Linked DNA regions of Mus musculus: all the other regions are linked to region 1. The links are chromatin contacts, called in public Hi-C and promoter capture Hi-C maps. All regions are on one chromosome and are shown on one strand. Each heading gives the region's core, a stretch centred on a gene start, on an enhancer-like site or on the middle of the called end of the contact. The rest is flanking DNA. Distances are from core to core; before and after follow the strand shown.

Region 1 (2,976 bases), core at 449-2,948:
ACTTAATATTGTCTGTCATTTTTCTTTTTCTTTTCAACTTTCTTTCTTCCTTCCTTCCTCCCTTCCTCCCTTCCTTTCTCTTTCTTCCTTTATTTTATGTGAGTACACTGTTGCCCTCTTCAGACACACCAGAAGAAGGCATCAGATCCCATTACAGATGGTTGTGAGTCACCATGTGGGTGCTGCGAATTGAACTTAGAACCTCTGGAAGAGCAGTAGTGCCCTTAACCACTGAACCATTTCTCCAGCCCCTTGTCATTTTTTCTTTTAGGCCGTACTTGGAGGGGGGCAGGAGATAGCGACTACTAATATGGGAGTCAAGAGTAAATAGACTGATAGCTGTTAAAGCAGTTGAAATGACATACTCCCTTGTGAAAACAAGATAAGGGCTTCTAGTCATTCCTACATATTGACAACCTAAGTACATAGACATGTGGCGTGGTATGTGTGTGTATTACTATTGCTTCCATGAAACACCATGACCAAAAGCAAGTTGGGGAGGAAAGGGTTTATTTGGCTTATACTGCCACATTGCTATTTATCACCAAAGGAATTCAGGACAGGAATTCAAACAGGGTACGATCCTGGAGGCAGGAGCTGATGCAGAAGCTATGGAGAGGTATTGTTTACAGGCTTGCTTCTCCTGGCTTGCTCAGCCTTTTATAGAACCCAGGACTACTAGCTAAGGAATAACACCGCCCACAATGGGCTGGGCCATCCCCACTGACCACTCAATAAGAAGATGCCTTACAGCTGGATCTTAAAGGCAGTTTCTCAGTTAAGGTTTTCATCTATCAGATAACTCTAGTTTGTGTGTTGACAGTACAGTGTGTGTGTGTGTGTGTGTGTGTGTGTTGTACATTACACTGCCCCCCCCCCCAAAAAAAAAAGAGTCAAGATTCACAACTCATTTTAGGGGAATTGTAAATTAAATAAAGAAGTTAAGAGCCTGACCTGGTGGCACATTCCTGTAATCCCAGCACTTGAGAGGCAGGGGGATCGCTGTGAGTTAAGAGGCCACCCTGGGTGGTGGGGAAAGAAAAGGGATAGGAAGGAGGAGGCAGAGAGGGAGGGAGGGAGGGAGGGAGGAAGGGAGAGAGAGAGAGAGAGAGAGAGAGAGAGAGAGAGAGAGAGAGAGAGAGAGAGAGAGAGAGCTTCTATTTTACTCTCTTGGCAGCTGGAGAAGCTAGTTTAGCTCTGCTTTGAAAGTTTAGCACAATGGCAATGCCTGGTAATATAGAGAGGCACTGAATGAGCAGAGGCAATTACTATCATTAATCCAGTTAATTAAGAAAAAAAATAATGTTCCAGGCACTGTGCCATTGTTTTACATGGGTTATTGGTATTTCACTTAAGCAGGAGCTGTTACAATTTTCATTTTGTAAACAAATTAAGTGTTTTGAAATAGGTTTTGAGAAAATAAGTGACTTTTCAATGTCACAGAGTTCTCTTCAGGTTTTCTTTTCATTGCCCGGGACACAATGTAGAGAAATAGAAGGTAAATGTCAAAAGCAAGCCCCGCATCGCCTCGCGCGGATTCCTGGGAGCACAGCAGGAATTCCAGGCGAGCGACTCAGCCTGCCCGGTAGCTTGCACACTGGGTTGCTAGCCGGCTCCTGTTTGTCTAAGCACCGACCGGAAGTGTTTCTAAGGGTTGCGTTTCTACGACGCACAGCCGGAAGTTCCTATCCGTGGGTCTTCAGAGAGAGGTAATTTGAGGAGTGGGCTACAGCTGGGGGGACTCAGGTGTGGCTCCCCGGGGATGGCGAGGCAGGGAGGACAGTGTGACCGTAAGGGACACCTGCGCGGGGAGGCGGAGAACGAGGCAGCACCCAAACCTGGTGTGGACCATTCTGGCGCTGGCCTCTTCACCCTGCCCCCACTTGGAGCGGGAGTTGCAGGGACACCGCCCCCTTAACGGTAGCACAGTCTTTCTGCAGGTACCGACCCTTGACGTCGGGGTACTACCTCATCCCTCGGGCGTGATGGCTACGGGCGCAGATGTACGAGACATTCTAGAACTCGGGGGTCCAGAGGGAGATGCCGCCTCTGGGACCATCAGCAAAAAGGATATTATCAACCCGGACAAGGTAGCAGGGGCATTTGAGCGGGCTGAAGTGTGGGTGAAGGTGTTGGCGAAGGGATGGGAAGGGGTGTTACCAGAAGAGAGATGGTGGAAGTGATAATAAAAGGAGAGCTACAATGGAACAAGAGCATGCCACCCTTAATGTAACGAAGAGGGGACACTGGGAGGTGGGGACCAAGAGAGCGGGGAAACCGCCAACGGACGAGAGGACCGAGGGAACCTGACACTTGTAAGTTGTTGGGAAGAGAGAGCAAGACATTGTGACAGTCTTGAGGTGAGGGAAGGACTTTCTTCCCTGATAACTCAGACGCGAGCGGGGAGAGGAAACCTGTGCAGACGGTGTAGAGACGCTCCCATGAGTGGGTTCCCGGGACTTTAGTTCAGCATTTGTTTGTTCAGGTTGGGCTGGGTAAAAACTTCAAGGAAGGGTGGGTCTGGGCCATCATTTTTTCCCTGTGGTTTTCTTCCCAGAAAAAGTCCAAGAAGTCCTCAGAGACGCTGACCTTCAAGAGGCCTGAGGGCATGCATCGGGAGGTCTATGCTTTGCTTTACTCTGACAAAAAGCAAGTATTGGAATCCCAAGTCCTCCGTGTTTCCCCTAGCTCACCAGGCATAGCCCTATGTCCCTATTTTCTCTTCTACTTTCCCCCACGCCAGTATCCCCAACTAGGGCTCCTCCTGCAGGACAGCTCAGTGTCTTGCTCCAGGACATGACTTCCTTATTCTGGGGTAGACTGAGCTTCATGGCTTTAGAGGTTCTTCACACACCTGCTTCTAACCTTTCACCTCCACTGCCAGGGATGCACCCCCACTGCTGCCCAGTGACACTGGTCAGGGGTATCGGACAGTGAAGGCGAAACTGGGGTCCAAGAAGGTTCGCCCTTGGAAAT
Region 2 (2,858 bases), core at 327-2,826, 320 kb after region 1:
TTTCTAGTTTGCCCTTATTTCCATATTCACCTGCTGAAAAGCAGCTTGCTGTTCAAGGCTGGTCTCACATGTCACCTTCGTTAAACCCCGTGGAATCTCTCCCTTCCTGGCCCTCCCGGAGTCCCCTGTGTTTTCTTACAACAGATATACCGAGTCCACCCCGTGTTGACATCGTCCTTTCTAATCCCCTCATAAAAGTGTAAACTTCTGGACAGAAACTGTTCAGCCTCATGTCCTGCACAATGCTTTGCACACAGTAGGCACCCCATGAATATTTATTCCACTGGATTGAAATACCTTGAAAACTAAGATCATCCATATTCATTTATTCACGCACTGAACAAACCCTGATTCAGGGATATATGTGACTGTGTCTTTCATAGCCTTGTCCAAATACTTTTCAATTCATTTACGCTTTCTGCTAGAGCTACCACTGGGGATAATGAATTTCTTAAGTTCCCTGGCCACTGCGTAAAACAGCAGCCACTTTGATTCCCCCCCCCTCCACTCCCCATGTGCTCTGGGTTCAAAGCAAACCCACTCTGCCTGTGGCATGGGGTTTTGTGAATGAATATGTACGCCCTTGCTGCCCCTTTGGCATTCCCTCAATGTCCCCTGCGGTCTTCCCATGTCCAGGCTTAAGAATGGGACATTCGATCTAACTACTTAAAGAGGTTTTGCAGCCCTGGATCTCCCCGGGATAGGGTACCAGGACAGAGCCGAGCCCGGCAGGTAGACCCATCCAGCTGGCTAGCTTGAGAAGTATGTGTTCCTTCTTGATATCTTATTCACAGTTGTCTTAGCTTCTTGGCCAACAGCCGTTGGAGCTGTCTAAATGAAGGATTTCCAGGTTCTCTGCCAGAACTGTGGCTGACCATGCAGAGTTGAGGAGTGGGGAGGGAGTTTGATGTGTTTATCACAAAAGGCCTTGCCTTGCGCTTGTCCGTGTTTAATTGAGTCTGTGTCCTTTTGCCCTGAAATCTTCCTGCCAGCTAAAACCAGATGGAAGCTGGAGAAGAACCTCCCTAGCCCAGCCCCCACCACACAGACAATGACAGGAGAGCCACACCTTAGCCGGGAGCCGGGGGCACTCTTCTGGTTGTCCGTGAAATGTAGGTCTCTTCTGTCTGCTCCTGTCTGCCTGCTCAGACACAGAAAGCGGAAGACCCCTCAGCCTTCAAGGTCCTCGTCTCAGACTTGGGGAAAAGGTTCAAGACATATGACAGTATCATTCATGGTAATACTACTGCTTATTGGCTGTGACCTAGATGTCAGGCATTTGATGTATTCTCTGTGCTGAGACTCAAGTTTAATCTGTACAGCAGCTCTACAGAGTGAATATTTTAACCCCGTTTGGTTAGAGAAAGATATGAATATGAAGCTCAGAGAGGTCCAGTAACATCTCCAAGGTCACACAGCTAGTTAACTTCATAGTGCTAGAATCCAGACCCAGGAAGTCCTATCCCAAAACCCATGTCCTTTGTTATAGTCTCAACATAGAACATGCAGCATCGCATGTAACAGCAGTGCCCAGTCTCTGGACTGCTTTGGGCTCTCCCGGGTTACGCAGCACCCAGTTTCACGGAGGCTTTGCGTATTGTAGCTTAAACATCATCTCCTAGAGGTAGTATCTCCGGCCTCATCACACCCGCCCCTGACCTCCTCAGCTGTTCTGTAGGCAATTGTGTATGTAACATTTCTCTTTTAGGCGTTGTCAGCCTCAGACTCTGGTCTCTGGCTTATGGGAGTTTCATTTCCACCCTCGTGGTGGTTTGTGGGAACAGGGCATTCCCCGGGCCCTGAAGGGCAGGTGCTGACAGGAGGGACCCATGGCCAAGATACCAGATTTCACTTTGCCAAGCGTTTCCTGCGAATGATTTAAGGCCCTGAACAGATAAGTGAGGAGCAAACCCGCAATGAAGTCAGCACTCTGCTTATTAAGTGGAAAAAGCTGCGCTCGGCTTATTGAAATGTTCATTAGACAGATATATAGAGATGAGAAAGGAGGAGGGAAGGCCCACAGCACCGAGAGAGATCCGGAGAGCTCCAGCAGGCCAGGCAGGCACCATCTCCGGGGAGTTTCCAGGCTGGCCCAGGAGGAGGAGGAGGTACTGGAGCAGGTGTGTGGGGCCCGCTCTGTCTTAAGCGAGGGAAGGCAGAAGGAAGGTAGACTTGGAGAGTTGCTCTATCTGTGGGACAGTGGGCAGAGACTTTGGCTGTAGGAAGTTAGGGTCTCAACCCACTTTAGAGCAGGCCCACTTTTCTTATCCCAGACATTGTCTTTGTTCTAAGAACATAACTGTTGAAGAACTGGGACGTCATTTCTCTGTCCACTGCTAAGCCAGGGGGCGTGTACCATGCTTACAGGAAAGTGCATGTATCCAGATACTCACTGAAGTATCCAGCTGCATGAGCCCTGAGTTCCTCTAGGAAATGTTTTTCCAAGTCAGAGCTAAAGCTTTCCAAAGCCCTCCTCAACCCAGGCCCAGCGCAGCTCTCCAGTGCTGCCCTGGCTCCCTGGCTCTGTGGCTTCTTCTGTCCTTCTCAGTGACCATCCTGGTGGCCCCAGCAGATCTCAGAGAAGGGTGGCCTTCAAAAGCCTATAAGTACCTGATGACATTGTCACAAGAGCCCCTGTTAAGTGGAGAGTGGGTGAAACCAGTCCTTGGTAAGTAGAAAGGAGCTTGCCCATCCCTAAGGTCTGGTTGGGGGCTAATTGAATGGATGCAATTCTGCCTCTCTCTCCATTCAGGTATTGGGACGAGAGGAACAGGTACTGTTTCCAAACAAGGAAAACAGCCTCAGGGTTACCCAACCGTTTGAGTGTTCCTTGCTTCATCAGTGTGGCTACAGGAAGG
Region 3 (3,230 bases), core at 384-2,883, 340 kb after region 1:
CAGCCCACAGTCCAAGTGCTACATGTGCGTTGTCTCTTATTCCTTACTACAATCCCACGAGTCGGGTACAAGGAGTTCAGACTTCATCTTCCTCATGTGGAGAACTGTGGAAGCTCTTGAAGGCTTGGAAGGAGGCAAGCTGTGTTGTCAGATTTGCCTAGGTCTTATAAGTGGAGTCCTGTGACATGAAAAGGGAGGTGGGGGCTGGAGAGATGGCTCGGTGGTTAAGAGCACTGGCTGCCCTTCCAGAGATCTGTGTTCAATTCCCAGCAAAGCAGCTCACAATTGTCTGTAACTCCAGTTCCAGGGGATCTGACACCCTTACACAGGCATATATGCAGGCCAAACACCAATGCACATAAAATAAAAATACATAAATTATAAGGAACAAAGAAAGAAAGAAAAGGAAAAAGGGAAGGAAGGAAAAAGGAAGGAAGGAAAAAATGGAAAGAAGGAAAAAGGGAGGTGGCAGGCAGGATCAAGACAACCAAGGTGGTGCCTAAGCAAAGCAACTGCTTGGAGTCAGTCAGTGGAGACACCAGGTCAGGAAAAAGAAGTGACCAGAACCCACTGAAGGAGACTAAAGGTTGGGTATTTTGGAAATCGTGCAATCCAGGATCAGAAGCAAGTCTGGGAGGAGGCCAGAAGAGTTCATCTCGGATAATTGGAGCCACGGGATTGTCATCCATTAGCAGTGTCTGACAGTCTCAGGGAGCAAAAGGTACAGACAGAAAGTTTAAAGTCAACAGAATAGAGATGATGGAACATAGATTCCCAGAGGATGTGTTCCGCTTAAGGCAGAACTGGGCCTCATAAGCCCTTCATCCCGTAACCCTTGCTCTCTGTTGAATCACCTCTCTGTGTCTCCTGAGTTGCTCTCTGCCCAGTCGCACTCTCCATGTGACTGTGAAGAGCTGTGGCACGCATGCTCTCCTCCACAGACCTCCTGCTTTCCACCTGCAGGCTTACCACCCTGCTTTGCCTGGCTTCACTTCACTTGCCTGGCCCCTGCCCACTCCCCAGATTGTGCTTCCCGGCTTCCATTTGCTTACACTTGAGATGTGTGCCTTGCAGCCCACAAGCACACCACACCCATCCGTGCTCCTGTTTAGGAAGACTCCGGTGGCACACACCTATAATCATATACCTAAGAGGCCGAGGCAGAAGGGTCATGAGTTCAAAGCCAGCTGAAACGAAGTGGGAAAAGGGAGGAAGAAATGAAGGAGTGAAAGGAGAGAGAGAGAGAGAGAGAGAGAGAGAGAGAGAGAGAGATTATTTACTTAGCTCAGTAAAGAGTTTACTTGCTTGGTGTTCATTGCTTACTTCCTTGGTGATCGCAGGGCCTCATTTGTTCTCCTGTTTTGTGAGGACTGGACAGAGAGGGCACCCCACTCTGCCTGCCTGCCTTAGGGGTTCTGTAATTCTGCGATTCTGCCTGTTCTCCTTCTTACACTATGTAAACACAGCAGTCTACTGTATCTTCGAAGTCACTGTGACGAACCTTCCCTTCCCTGAACCAAGTGAGGTGCCTGCTTTATACTTGCGTAGCCTCTGGTGGGAGCCACCCCTGGGACCGTGGCTGTCTCTGTGTTTTGATTACCTGCCCTCTCAGCAACCTGCCCGCTTGGGAAATATTTGTTTAATAAATGAGATAATTGTGCCCCATGTTGACTGCTAGAGCTACCAAGTTAACTGGGACAAGGTCCTTATCCTGGTCAATAGCCAGTCTGTGTGTGGACACGCACTGTTTCCCTGGGGTGGATCACCATAGACCATTTAATAACAGTAGCACATGTCTTCCGTGGACATTGTCTCTTTTGATCTTTACAGTGGCGTTGAGAGAATGCAGGGAAGGCAGATTATTAGTTCCCAGGTCGTAGCTATAGGGAAGACAGAGGTGGAGAAAGGCTGCCATCTTTGTTGTTCCAAGTTCACTGCTTGAAGGAGAGGATATGGAAGCCATGGAACTCAAGCTGTTCTTTTTTAGGGGTGCCTACCAGCAGCTCCTCATCCTGCCTCCTCATCTTCCCTGCCTTTGGCAGGGGAGATCCTCCCCCCACCCTCCGCCCGCCCCACCTTCCCCGTACTATTGCTTCCCCACCCAAGTTAAGCTTGGGGTAACTCTGAACTAGGACTGGCTACTACTAGGCTGGCTCTAACCAGAGCTCCTCAGCCGAGCCAGGCAGGATGGGCCTCAGTGTAAACCGGATTTGCCTTGTAAACAGCTGAGCAGCTGGGCTCCGTCTTGGCAGGGGAGCCCCAGCACAACCCAGCAGGACATCCCCAGCTCAGCGGGGCATTGTCCAAAGAAAAAGGGGGGTAAAAGCTGAGTAAACAAGAAAGGATGGCCAGATTTTGATTCTCGGACTTGTTATTTCAGCCGCACTGGACCGATGGTGTACCGGCCATGGGGCGGGCCCCCCACTCTCTAGCTTTGTTAAACCAGAAGGGCTAAAGTCTGACAGATCTTCCCACCCCTTCCTCATAGGCTTAAGTGGGGACTGCTGGTACGTGAAGGTGGGCTCCAGGAGCTGACTGGAGGGCAAAGAGTTGGGCGTTTGCCAAGTTGCTGTGTTGATGCAGACAGTAGCCCAAGGACTTCATAGAGCAGGTGACACTGAGGGTCAAGTGGCCAAGGCTGTTGACAATGTTACCTTAGACATCTCCACTCTGTAAGGCAAGGCCATCCTGGCCATTCTAACCTTGTAATAATCTTGGTCCCCAAGTCCCACTTGGAACCTCAGTCTCAGGCTTCGCAGCCTAGTAATCCTGGGTCTTGGGCCAAATGCAAGCTTCCAGTGTCCTCGGGGTTTTCATCTCCAAACTACGGTCTGCTGTTTAGTTGTGTTTCTGTTGTAGTAAAATACCCTGGCAGAAGCAACAAAAGAGAAGAGGTTCGTTTGGCTTACAGTTCTGGGTTCTGTAGTTCATTGTGACCCGGAAGTCAAGTGACTCAAGTTTGAGAGTTCCATTCACAGTGGAGAGCAAACAGCACTGAATGAATGAATATGCACGCACTTGTACTTAGCTTACCGGCTGCGTTACACAGTCCAGGATCCTCTGCTCAGATAACAAGTCACCCATAATTAATGGCAGTCTTCTTGAGAATTAGTAAATTTAATCTAGACAATGATTCACAGGCATTCTCAGAGGCTAAGCTTAATCTAGCCCAGTGGCTCTCAACCTGTGGGTCGCAACCTTTTGGGGGTCAAATGACCCTTTTGCAGGTG
Region 4 (3,085 bases), core at 230-2,729, 360 kb after region 1:
CAGACTGTCAGCCTTGGAAATGGCCAGCACATACAAACTGCCACCTCTAAGGTGCCTGCTGCTTTACTGCCCAGCAAGCCCAAGCAGCGGATGAGAATAGGAAAGAAGGGGCTGGAGAGATGGCTCGGTGGTTCAGAGCACTGGCTGCTCATCCAGAGGTCATGAGTTCAATTCCCAGCAACCACATGGTGGTTCACAACCATCTGTAATGGGATCTGATGCCCTCTTCTGTCATAAAGGCATATATGCAAATAGAGTATTCATATATATAAGTAAATTTACAAAAGGAGGAAGGCCCTAATAGAAATGTAGGTGTGGAGAGGAAACCCTTGCTAGGTGCTTTGTCTGCCTCTTTCCCCACAGAGCTACACCACCTCCTCCTTCCCTTGAAGCCAGGGCTGCCTTCACACATGCATGCTAAGACAAAGCAGAGGGATGGGGATAACGAGTCTGCAGCATGCCCCATCTCTAGATTGCCAGACTGCCTATCTCCTCTGCCTGCAGCAGTGGCTCCTATGCAGGCACCTTGGCCTCAGACACCCCCCCCCCCACTGCCCATTGCTCTATCATAGTCTGGCATCCAGAGGAGAGTGGAGCAGAGGACCCCGAAAGGCTATGGTGGAGGATGAAGGGAAGAGACAGAGGGAACCCCCTGGGAACTGGAGCTAACTAGAGAAGGTGGAGTTGGATGTGAGTTTAGGGAGGCTAGAGGAAGAGGCTAGAGTTGGCTCAGAGACCTGGAGTTAGATTCCAGTTTAGAGTGCCTCTGGGTTTGGGTAAGTCTGCCTCCGCCCAAAAGAAGAGGATTCAAATCGTAACTACCATGGGCTCTGATTTGGAACCTAGTGTAGCAAAATAAGAGGGAGGGTGGAGGTTGGTTTTGGAGGAAAGCCGAGCCTCTAGTTTCTCCAGCGGGGAGCTGCCTAGTCGGGGGCCCTTGACACTCATAGTGCAGCCAGTGGCCAGCATCACCTAGGAGCTTCTGAGAAACGCCACCGAGGCCCCACTCCAGAGCTGGTGAATCAAATCTACATCTTCACATGACCCCCAAGTGTCCGGAGTACACTTAGTTTGAGAGGCATGTGTGAAAGCTTTTCTGGAAGGCCTGAGACAGGGGCAGGAAGCCAGGGGGCACCCACAGCACCAGGGCCCCTACCTAGCACCCCCTCCCAGTGCTGGAGCCACAGCGACACCTACTGGCTATGAACATCTAGGCCGCCTCCTCCAGGACGTTTGCTTTACGGTCCATCCAGCCTTTCCTAGCCTGAACCCCCCACCCCTGAACTAAAGATGGCCTTCCTGCGTTCTGGGAATTTGGAGGAGGTACAGAGTGGTCATGAGTTCAGTGTGAAACAGAGCTGTGTATAGGCTGGGAACTGGGGCCTTGGAGTAAAGAAGGCAGGCATACAATGCTTAGGACACATCCCCAGTCCTGGCCAAGGCTCAGCAGCACTGAGCACATGTTCATTGGCTATTGTCACTCTGACCCAGGTCCAGATGGCCAGGGTTCAGCGGTGCGCTCCACCCATCATCAACCGATGCCCTATGAGAAGCTGGGATTTAGATGAGCATCTAAATGCCTGTCTCCCATAGGGGGACCTTTAGAGGAGTCACTGTTTAAAAACACAGCTTGGCCAAGTGTCAGATATTTACAATCCAAGGTGGTGGTCAGTCGTTGCTCATTTTCATGACAGAATTCTAAGTCAAAGGGGACACTGGGGCCAAAGGGCTAAAAAAAAAATGTCAGGAAGGAAACCAACCCACATTTGAGGCAAGTCTCAGCTGACCTAACCCCAAGGGACTTGGTTCACCAGGGCTGTCAGGAGAAGGTCTTATATCTGGACAGCAGAGACCACCCCTGTCATTTCCAAACCCCTGCTCTTGCTGGATCCCCTCCCACTAGCCTGCTCTGTGTAAAGAGGTTTGCCTGGGAACTAAATGAATGTGATTGCCCACAGTGCTTGCCATTAGTGGTGATTAGTTAAAACATCAGAGTCTAAACAGTCAATTGGTTCTAATAATTAATACTGTGGTTCAACGGTGATTGAGAAAGGGAGGGGAAAAGAGACAAGAAGAGAAAAAAGAAAACTCAGACTGACAGATAAGCCCCAGCCCCACAGCTACCGTTTCTTGACCTGTATTGGTACTCTGTGCCAGGGCGTTTCTGCCCCGACTCTGCTCTCATAAATCACACCATTCTCTTAGGCAATATCATTATTATTATTATCTCCGATCTGTAGCCAAGAAAAATGTGGTGTGGGCATATAAAAGCTACTTGATCCTTGGTAACAATTTGTTAAGTGGATAAATAAATATGTATAAAGTAGCCAGAACTGAAAGCCCAGGTTAGCCTGATTCCAAACTCATGGTACACCCTTCTCCCAGCCACACCCCTCACGTTCTTCACACACAATAGTCTGTGTCCTTCCTGCATCGACATCCCTTGTCCACAGCTCCCACACACAGCTTCCTGTCCTTTCTCCTGCTCATCGCCTGTCTCTCATCCCAGTTCTTAGATTGTCGCCGGCCCATCATAACACCACTAAAAGAGTGTTTGGGAAATGAAGCAAATATTCCCGTCCAGCTCCTCCTCTGTCCTTCACCCCAGGAGCTGGGCCCCAAAGGCTGGGCTTGCTAACCTTTAACTGCTCCCACGCCCAGATCTGGACTTTCCTGCCTGGTTCTGGGAAAGGAGTTGCCATCATGGAGCAGGCTCTGCTGCTCCCCACCCCCCTCCCAGGTCAGAAGTAGCAGCAGGAGCAGCAACTAGGAGGATGGCTGTGTGTGCGTTGCTATTAATCACCCCTCCTGGTCCGCTAACGAGGCTAATGCGGTAACTGACAATAGCCCATCTTGGTTCCTGATTTAGGGGCTTGAGACGGAAGCTGGGCTCCTGGGAGTGAAGACGTGAATTCTCCACGACACTAAACCTTCAAATAAATCTCCTCCAGTCAGAGAAGCCCAGGGCACTAAATCCCACGCGCCGGTAATTGAAACCCTTAGAGCTTTCTTGGTAGGGAAATTGCTGAGCGAGAGCGCAGCCCAGGGGTTCCGGGTGGAGTGCTGGGCTAGCGCACAGGCCCGG

The links. Promoter capture Hi-C pulls out the DNA fragments that hold promoters and counts their contacts. Hi-C and Micro-C count contacts between places; a contact is called where the count stands out from the background.
Region 2: a contact with region 1 is called in a promoter capture Hi-C map of embryonic stem cells. The contact joins the enhancer-like site here to the promoter of Dmap1 in region 1. A contact is called at or near these places in 19 of 39 promoter capture datasets (the 3T3-L1 cell line, 3T3-L1-derived adipocytes, the C10 cell line and 12 more), 2 of 484 Hi-C or Micro-C datasets (nephron progenitors and olfactory sensory neurons), 6 of 115 datasets of contacts at active chromatin or transcription factors (embryonic basal ganglia, embryonic hindbrain, embryonic midbrain and 2 more) and 3 of 9 other capture datasets (liver, macrophages and pancreatic islet).
Region 3: a promoter capture Hi-C map of embryonic stem cells shows a contact between it and region 1, with 4 times the contacts expected there. The contact joins the enhancer-like site here to the promoter of Dmap1 in region 1. A contact is called at or near these places in 21 of 39 promoter capture datasets (the 3T3-L1 cell line, the C10 cell line, the HPC-7 cell line and 13 more), 9 of 484 Hi-C or Micro-C datasets (the C2C12 cell line, cochlea, embryonic retina and 6 more), 1 of 115 datasets of contacts at active chromatin or transcription factors (forebrain) and 3 of 9 other capture datasets (embryonic stem cells, liver and pancreatic islet).
Region 4: a Hi-C map of cerebral cortex shows a contact between it and region 1, with 9 times the contacts expected there. The contact joins the enhancer-like site here to the promoter of Dmap1 in region 1. A contact is called at or near these places in 20 of 39 promoter capture datasets (the 3T3-L1 cell line, the C10 cell line, the HPC-7 cell line and 11 more), 5 of 15 datasets of contacts at CTCF or cohesin (embryonic stem cells, hippocampal excitatory neurons, large pre-B cells and 2 more), 111 of 484 Hi-C or Micro-C datasets (the AtT-20 cell line, B cells, the C10 cell line and 50 more), 16 of 115 datasets of contacts at active chromatin or transcription factors (the HPC-7 cell line, astrocytes, bone marrow-derived dendritic cells and 10 more) and 2 of 9 other capture datasets (embryonic stem cells and liver).

Annotation. Positions count from the first base shown.
Region 1 is chr4:117,680,947-117,683,922 of GRCm38.p6, reverse strand. Dmap1 (DNA methyltransferase 1-associated protein 1) reads left to right here and starts at 1,698. Exons shown (of 11, transcript NM_023178.2): 1 at 1,698-1,709; 2 at 1,941-2,090; 3 at 2,558-2,649; 4 at 2,885-2,976. The coding sequence starts at 1,986.
Region 2 is chr4:117,359,084-117,361,941 of GRCm38.p6, reverse strand. The region is part of intron 2 of Rnf220 (ring finger protein 220); the gene reads left to right. Among named protein-coding and RNA genes, the nearest start is that of Gm40231, 41 kb to the right of the region's middle. Within about 2 kb of position 1,576, at least 27 of the 459 cell types and tissues checked have an H3K27ac peak or open chromatin away from gene starts, as enhancers often do. A contact at or near this core is called in embryonic basal ganglia and embryonic stem cells, where this site is marked.
Region 3 is chr4:117,341,979-117,345,208 of GRCm38.p6, reverse strand. The region is part of intron 2 of Rnf220 (ring finger protein 220); the gene reads left to right. Among named protein-coding and RNA genes, the nearest start is that of Gm40231, 24 kb to the right of the region's middle. Within about 2 kb of position 1,633, at least 23 of the 459 cell types and tissues checked have an H3K27ac peak or open chromatin away from gene starts, as enhancers often do. A contact at or near this core is called in embryonic stem cells and liver, where this site is marked.
Region 4 is chr4:117,322,080-117,325,164 of GRCm38.p6, reverse strand. All of the region lies in intron 2 of Rnf220 (ring finger protein 220), which reads left to right. Among named protein-coding and RNA genes, the nearest start is that of Gm40231, 4.2 kb to the right of the region's middle. Within about 2 kb of position 1,479, at least 32 of the 459 cell types and tissues checked have an H3K27ac peak or open chromatin away from gene starts, as enhancers often do. A contact at or near this core is called in the CH12 cell line, cerebral cortex, neural stem cells and 1 more, where this site is marked.